Regions from separate parts of the Capra hircus genome. Here region 1 is linked to region 2. A link is a contact called in public Hi-C data. All regions are on one chromosome and are shown on one strand. Each heading gives the region's core, a stretch centred on a gene start, on an enhancer-like site or on the middle of the called end of the contact. The rest is flanking DNA. Distances are from core to core; before and after follow the strand shown.

The links. Hi-C and Micro-C count contacts between places; a contact is called where the count stands out from the background.
Region 1: a contact with region 2 is called in a Hi-C map of blood, with 2.1 times the contacts expected there. The contact joins two enhancer-like sites. A contact is called at or near these places in 3 of 5 Hi-C or Micro-C datasets (all in blood).

The regions. Positions count from the first base shown.
Region 1 is chr10:68,953,404-68,956,895 of ARS1.2, reverse strand. It overlaps FAM98B (protein FAM98B), which reads left to right. Exons shown (of 8, transcript XM_018054477.1): 8 at 1,192-2,279. The coding sequence ends at 1,563. Among named protein-coding and RNA genes, the nearest start is that of FAM98B, 33 kb to the left of the region's middle. Within about 2 kb of position 1,360, at least 1 of the 5 cell types and tissues checked has an H3K27ac peak or open chromatin away from gene starts, as enhancers often do.
Region 2 is chr10:68,737,705-68,740,962 of ARS1.2, reverse strand. No RefSeq gene overlaps it. Among named protein-coding and RNA genes, the nearest start is that of RASGRP1, 130 kb to the left of the region's middle. Within about 2 kb of position 1,277, at least 2 of the 5 cell types and tissues checked have an H3K27ac peak or open chromatin away from gene starts, as enhancers often do.

The DNA.
Region 1 (3,492 bases), core at 111-2,610, 220 kb before region 2:
ATCTTGCATCAAGGTCTTTCTGGATCAAGAGTTCTCTTAAGTGATATTGCCTGTCTCTTTTCTGAGTTTGTAATTGATAGTCTAATTATTTGAGGGCAATCTTATTATCAGATCTTGGAACAGCGTCCCTGTATATCCACCAACATTGAATGTTTGGTGGAGAGACCAATGAGGATAACAACCAAGAAAAGCTGTTTTTTGGATTTGGTAATTAGGACATTATTGCCGACTTTATAGTGTACTTTGAAGAATATATGTGTACTTTGAAGCTTGTCCAACAGTGAGGAATTTGTACTTTTTTGTCTTCATTTATGATATAAAGTAGTAAAACATGATTTTGATTAGAGGATCAGGAAAGTAGAACACAACTGATTCATAGGTCATTTTGGCTGAGGCACATTTGGCTTTATCTTTACTGAAAGACAGTAGCAGGAAATGACTTGCTTCCTATTGGTCTCTGTTCGTGGACATATAAAATAGCTCCTTTCTACAGAAATTTAGGTACTTGAAGCAAACTCTTCCTTAGTTTATCCTGTGAAAGATTATGAAGCATGGTTAAGGAAGTATATTGTCTTTATTTTTTTAATAATATAGTAACTAGTATCATTGAAAGTTAGCTTAAGTTTCTCATAAAAAAGGGAATAGTTCATTGAAAATCCTTATAGTTCTTTGCAGTTGATAACCTTCGTCTCTGCCTGTATTATACCCACGTGTTATCATATGTACTTCATACTTTGTTGAAATAAAATGTGCTTAGAAATAGTCTTTTATGAGATAGTCTATTACCAAACCAGTGGCAATAGAAAGTCCAGAGTTGTGTGAGTGAATATGGAGTTAAGTTGTATAGGGTATGAAGTTTATGTACATTGTAAATGTTTTGCTAAAAAGTTTTCTTAGTGTGATGGGTACTACATTTGTTATAAAATTTACTAAAAAGGTTTAAACAAGTTCTTAAGTTTCATAAATATTCTCTCACACTGTTTAAAAAACAGCACATTGTGAGCAATTTGTCACACATCACTTTTATATTTTCAATATTAGTTCATATTGCCATGTCTGGTACTTTCATGTCCTAAAATATTTGGCTTCTGTTTCTTTATTAGAACAATAACTTCAATGTTGCTTGCATCCTTTAAGTAAATTTTGACTTTTGCAATATTGGAAACTGAAAGAAAATATTTCTTTACACAGGTGCTGATGGGAAGGGTGCCTGACAGGGGAGGACGGCCAAATGAAATTGAACCACCACCCCCTGAGATGCCGCCTTGGCAAAAGAGACAGGAAGGCGGTGGAAGGGGTGGGTGGGGTGGGGGAGGTGGCAGAGGAGGTGGTGGGAGTGGGAGAGGTGGTGGAGGCGGGTGGGGAGGTGGTGGGGGAGGGGGCGGGGGGTGGGGCGGGGCCGGGGGAGGGGGTGGTAGAGGAGGAGGTTTCCAAGGCAGGGGCGATTATGGTGGGAGGGGAGATTATGGTGGAAGAGGAGGCTATGGAGGAAGAGGAGGCTATGGTGGAAGAGGTTACGGAGATCCGTATGGAGGAGGTGGTGGTGGATATAGAAGATACTAAAAGCCACAAAATTTAGATAGCAGTGCTTACTTCTTGATAGGTACATTAGACATAGTATTCTAAATAACTACTTGAGTGTCATCTTTGAAGTAAACACCATGTTAGATTCCCTGATGGTATCATTCTTGAATTGGCTTGACTATGTAAAAGAACATTGTTTTATATTACTGTTTGATCTCTTAGACAAAGTGATGATTTTTTCCACACTCTGTGTACTCTTGAGCATGTTCTGTCTTTTTAAAAAAGAAAAAAAATGAGGAAAAAATATTTTTAAAAGTGTAAATATATTATTACCATCAAACTTGGAAAATGGAAAGTATTTTATTGTCATGATTGAATTTAGATTGTTACCTGTATTTTATTCAGGTCTGAGACACATAAATGACCCCACTTGTAGTGGAAAGGAATATAAACTTATTGCCTCATCTGTAGTCCTGTGGCTGTTTTGTATTTGTTAATTCTCTTTTACAAAATAGGAAAAGAGACTGATAATTGTGTTCAGTAAGTTGTCATGACTTGTGTTTTTCTTTTATTTTGAGCAATTCCTCTGGCCAGGTTTCTGTTAAAATTCCAATAATTGAAGCCCAAGTCTATTTTTTGCTACACATATTTATTTTCCAACTGGATTTGAAATCTGTATGATTTTGTTTGACAGAGCAGAATTAAAGACTGAGGTCAGAATTACTGTAAAGGAACAAAGACATGAACCAATTTTACATGGTGTTGAGAAAAATTTCTGCAAATTGGTTTCTTCATTTGTGGCATCGCTTTAGGTTTCCAGATATTAAAAGGCGGGTTGCTCTGTGCTGTACAGGATTAGCACACTTATATCCAGTTTTATCGATCAAAGGTAGGGCCATGATATCCTTTGGTAATTATGATTCACAGTTAGATTTGGGAAACACAGGGTTAGAGGATGTTTAAATGTGATTTGTTGGTTGGAGCAGTCAAAGGCTTGGGAATCAGGAGTTGTGAATTTAAATCATGGCACTAGCCCAGGGCGGGGGCTGTAGGCTTAAATGGCCATAGCTCTCAGAGATTAATTTGTCTTCTTTTTTCAAACGAGGAATGCGACACTTGAGCCTTCTCAGGTAGTTTATAAAGACCTAAGTACAAGTCCAATTTGTTGAGAGTTTATAGAGGCCTGTTGTGAAAGGTGTAAAAGGTGGCCCAAGTAATGCATTTTTCTTATAGTATATAAAGAGAAAAAGATGTAGTCATATAAATTTTTTCAGTTCCACTTTAAAATCTGTACACTCCTGGTGTAGTAACAACTTTCTGTAGTCTAACCAACTCCAAAGATAGAAAGCTGAGTACCTGTGGACAAATGGATTTGGCAGTGTTACTCTTATTTTACAGTAAACCCCATGGTAAAATCTAAAATGTTAAAACTTTAAATATTGTGTATACCATAGTCTTGGACATGTCTTTTTCAAGCTAACCCTTCAAAGAAATTTGTTCAGGAGAGGAAAACATAAAATTATTTTATTTGTAAACTTAAAAGAGATTTATATTTATTGAAGAGAGAATTTCATTTGTGATATAGTTGAAGAAAAAGTCTTTCCATATTAGGAGCTATGAACTCTGAAAAATGAATAACTTAAAAATATATAAGCAAAGACCGCTGGAGTAAAATATTTCAAAAAATTATTAGTTAAAATATTCATTTAAAAGCTTTAGATTTCTGTTTCATTTCTTTTCAGGAGCTTTAGTCACTGATACAGAATGGGTTTACAAGTACATTCAGCTTTTTTTTAAATCACTAATGGTAGAAAGATTAGTTTATTAATTTCTGTAGGATTTCTTTGTACCTGCATAGGCTTGCTGTTGGGTTATCTGCTTCTCACTGTAAATCTTATCCAAGTTTAGCTCTTGGCTCCTGGAATCATGTTCAAGCTGGAACCACTCTTATTTGCACATTCTTAAAAA
Region 2 (3,258 bases), core at 28-2,527:
CAAGAGCTGCTATAGTAATTCAGGGCTGGGGTGATGTGGGGACTCTTTAGAGCAAGACTCTCCTTCCAAGCCACAGAGCCAGTAATTGCTGACAAGTGTCCTCCCTGCTCTCAGCTGCTTTTGTATCACTCAGGGCAAGCGTCAGGGACATGAAGAGCCCTGAAGCAGGGCACAGAAAAGATAAAGTGAGGAATGTTATGTTTTGAAAGCATCACCTCCTAAAGATCTCCGCTGCTAGCAAGTTTTAAGTGGTAGGGGCAGAAGCAACTGCCACTGGCATTTTGGGTTTTGTGGCGTGAGTAATAAAGGAAAGAAAAGAAAGTGAAGTCGTTCAGTCGTGTCCGACTCTTTGTGACCCCATGGATTGTGGCCTACCAGGCTCCTCCGTCCATGGGATTTTCCTGGCAAGAATACTGGAGCAGGTTGCTGTTTCCGTCTCCAGGAGATCTTCCCAACCCAGGGATGGAACCCTGGTCTCCCACATTGTAGGCAGTTGCTTTTACTGTCTGAGCCACCAGGGAAGTCGCGTGAGTAGTAAAGAATCTTTTAAATGAGGGGTACTGAGAACCCCTTCCCAGTAGCTGGTCCTGTCACTGGAAGATTGTGTGGCCAGAATGTGGTGCCGTGAGGTGGACTCTGTGTGCAGGGTGCTAGTTGTCAGGGCCTGGCTCCCAGATACGGACACCAGAGCAGAGGAAGGCAGAGTGCCTCATCAACTCCCTCCCTCCTCAAGTTTGGCCCGAAGCAGACAGATGCTGTTGGCCAAATGCCAGCCTGGACTAGTCGGACCTGGCTGATGACATCTTCTCTGGTTTATCACCTTCAGCTTTCACACCATGGCTGTGGAAGCCCTGCACCCAGCATGATGCACAGCTGCTTGGGTGTGCCCCTGGTGGGCAGTCAGCCCAGAGAGGCCTTGGCCTGAAGGGAAGACGGCGGTGGGACCATGGCGGCGGGGCCAGCTTCTCAGGATGCTGCTCCACCTGGGGTTCTGCTGGGGCCTGCGGCTGAGAACTAACCACTGTGCTGACTCACCATGATTGTGGTTGAGAAAAACCCAGCAAGATGGTGGCTCCCATGAGCTCAGGAGCTATAAAATATAGGCCAGGGTGCCTCAGTCAGATAGGGCTTCAGCAGTAAGAAATCAAGGTTTTTTCTGCCCTCTCCCCACCTGTTTTATGGTATGGAGCCACAAGGGACCTAGAAGATCCTGGGCATTTCCCCCTCCAGCCCCGTGGGGACTGCAAACCAGGTCAGGAAATGGGCAAAAGGGCAGAAGCAGTGTCTGTGTCCAGGCCTCTGGGGCCTCATCAGTCTCTCTACTGTGGCTGAGCCCAGATCTGGCAGGTTCCCCGTCTCAGTCCTCTGGTGAGCTTCACTCTTCAGCTTCCCAGAGAATTGGCATGACCCTTTCCAGAGATCTCCAGCGAATGCTGGACCAGGCGGCAGCCTCATGGCTCAGGGGTGAGGGCTGGGAAGCCAAGGAGGTGAATGGGGTGGAGGTGCAGTTTGTATTATATTTCAGCAGACGATGCTCCCTGAGGTGTTCCAAAGGAGTCATAAGACAGAGGTCCCCTGTGCTGCCTGCCCACCCCACCCCCAGCTCCCTCCCCAGCCTAACTCCCCTGATGCCAGCATCTGAGACCCAGCACCTAGCACTGTGCTCAGCCCATTAAATACAGAACGGTGTGGCAGACAGAATAATGGCTCCCCAAAGACGTTCACGGCCTAATCCCCAGAACCTCTGAATATGAGACCTGACTTGGCAAAAAGGGGTTTTGCAGGCGTGATTAGCACTGTAGACCTTGAGATAGAGAGGATTAACCAGCTGTTGTTGTTTAGCCTCTCAGCTGTGTCTGACTCTCTGCAACCCCGTGGACTGCAGCCCACCAGGCTCCTCTGTCCATGGGATTTCCCAGGCAAGAGTACTGAAGTGGGTTGCCATTGCCTTCTCCAGGGGATCTTCCTGACCCAGGGACTGAACCTGGGTCTCTTGTATTGGCAGGTGAATTCTTTACCACTGAACAACCAGGGAAGCCCCAAATTATCCAGCGGGCCCATTCTAATCATGGGAGTTCTTAAAAGCAGACAACCTTCCTTGGGTGTGCCCAGAGAGAGAAATGTGAGCGTGGAAGAAGGTCAAAGAGATGGCAGGGTAAGGACTTGTGGTCCCGCTGGTTCTGAGATGTCAGGGGGCTATGTGAATGACCAGAGAGTCCTCCAGAAGCTAAGGGTGACCCCAGCAAGGAAATGGGGACCTCAGTCCCACAGCCCATGAACTGCCAACACCAGAAAGAGCAAAGAAAGGACTCTTGCTCAGAGCCTAAGCAGAGAAACAGCCCTGCTGATGCCTCGATTTCAGCCCCGAGAGTCTCAGGGGGCTTCTGGACCATAGACCTGAGATATGATATCTTTGTGTTTAAAATTGCTTACGTATGGCAACGTGTTATAGCAGCAATAGAAAGCTAACACAAATGGCTACGGAGTAGAATATATTTTATAAATCAATATAATTTTCTTGCCTGTGGGACCCTAACTTCCTTGGCAGCGTTGGAGAAGTCCCTTAGCATGGCTGGCTGTGTGCTGGTGAAGGCAGGCATCCTTCCTTCTGGCCTATGCCTTTCTCGGCACTTCTGAGTTTACTTCTCTGCTCTATTGTTGCTGGCGTTGCCCCAGCCTGGCCCCTGGGAGAGATGCCGCTGGAGGCTGGCCTTTTCAGGAAGCTCATAGGATCCCTTACTGCTTCCTGTCATCTTTGCTGCTTCAGAGAGGCAGCCTCTGACCCCTCACCCCAGGCTGGTGGTTCACACGCAACCTCCAAGCTCCTCTTCTCTCCTCCAAGTGCTGTCCTGGAGCAAGTAAGTTGTCTCAGGTGGTAGCTAAGGCCGCCAGACCATGCTGGGTCCAAGCAAATTCATGGCTTTCCTCCACTACCGCACTTGACTCCAGGGAAGCCTGGAAGTGGCCTCAGGCCCCTTCCTCAAACCACCCCAGCTGTCCTCTTGCCACTTCCTCCCTCCTCGTGACCCAGGGGCAGATGTGTCTACAGGGGCTGCTGCTCAGGAAACTCCAGCTGGAATGCGCGGGGTGGGGTGGGGGTGAGCATACAATCTCTCCTCTTGGATGCTGGGTGGGGAGTCCCACGTATTTCTTTCCTTCCCCACCCCTCTTGGGATGGGCCTGTCAGTGGTGGTGATGGCAGGGGAGACCCCTTTCCACTAGCTCTTCTTTCACACCTTGCTCTCCCTCTCCTCCTCA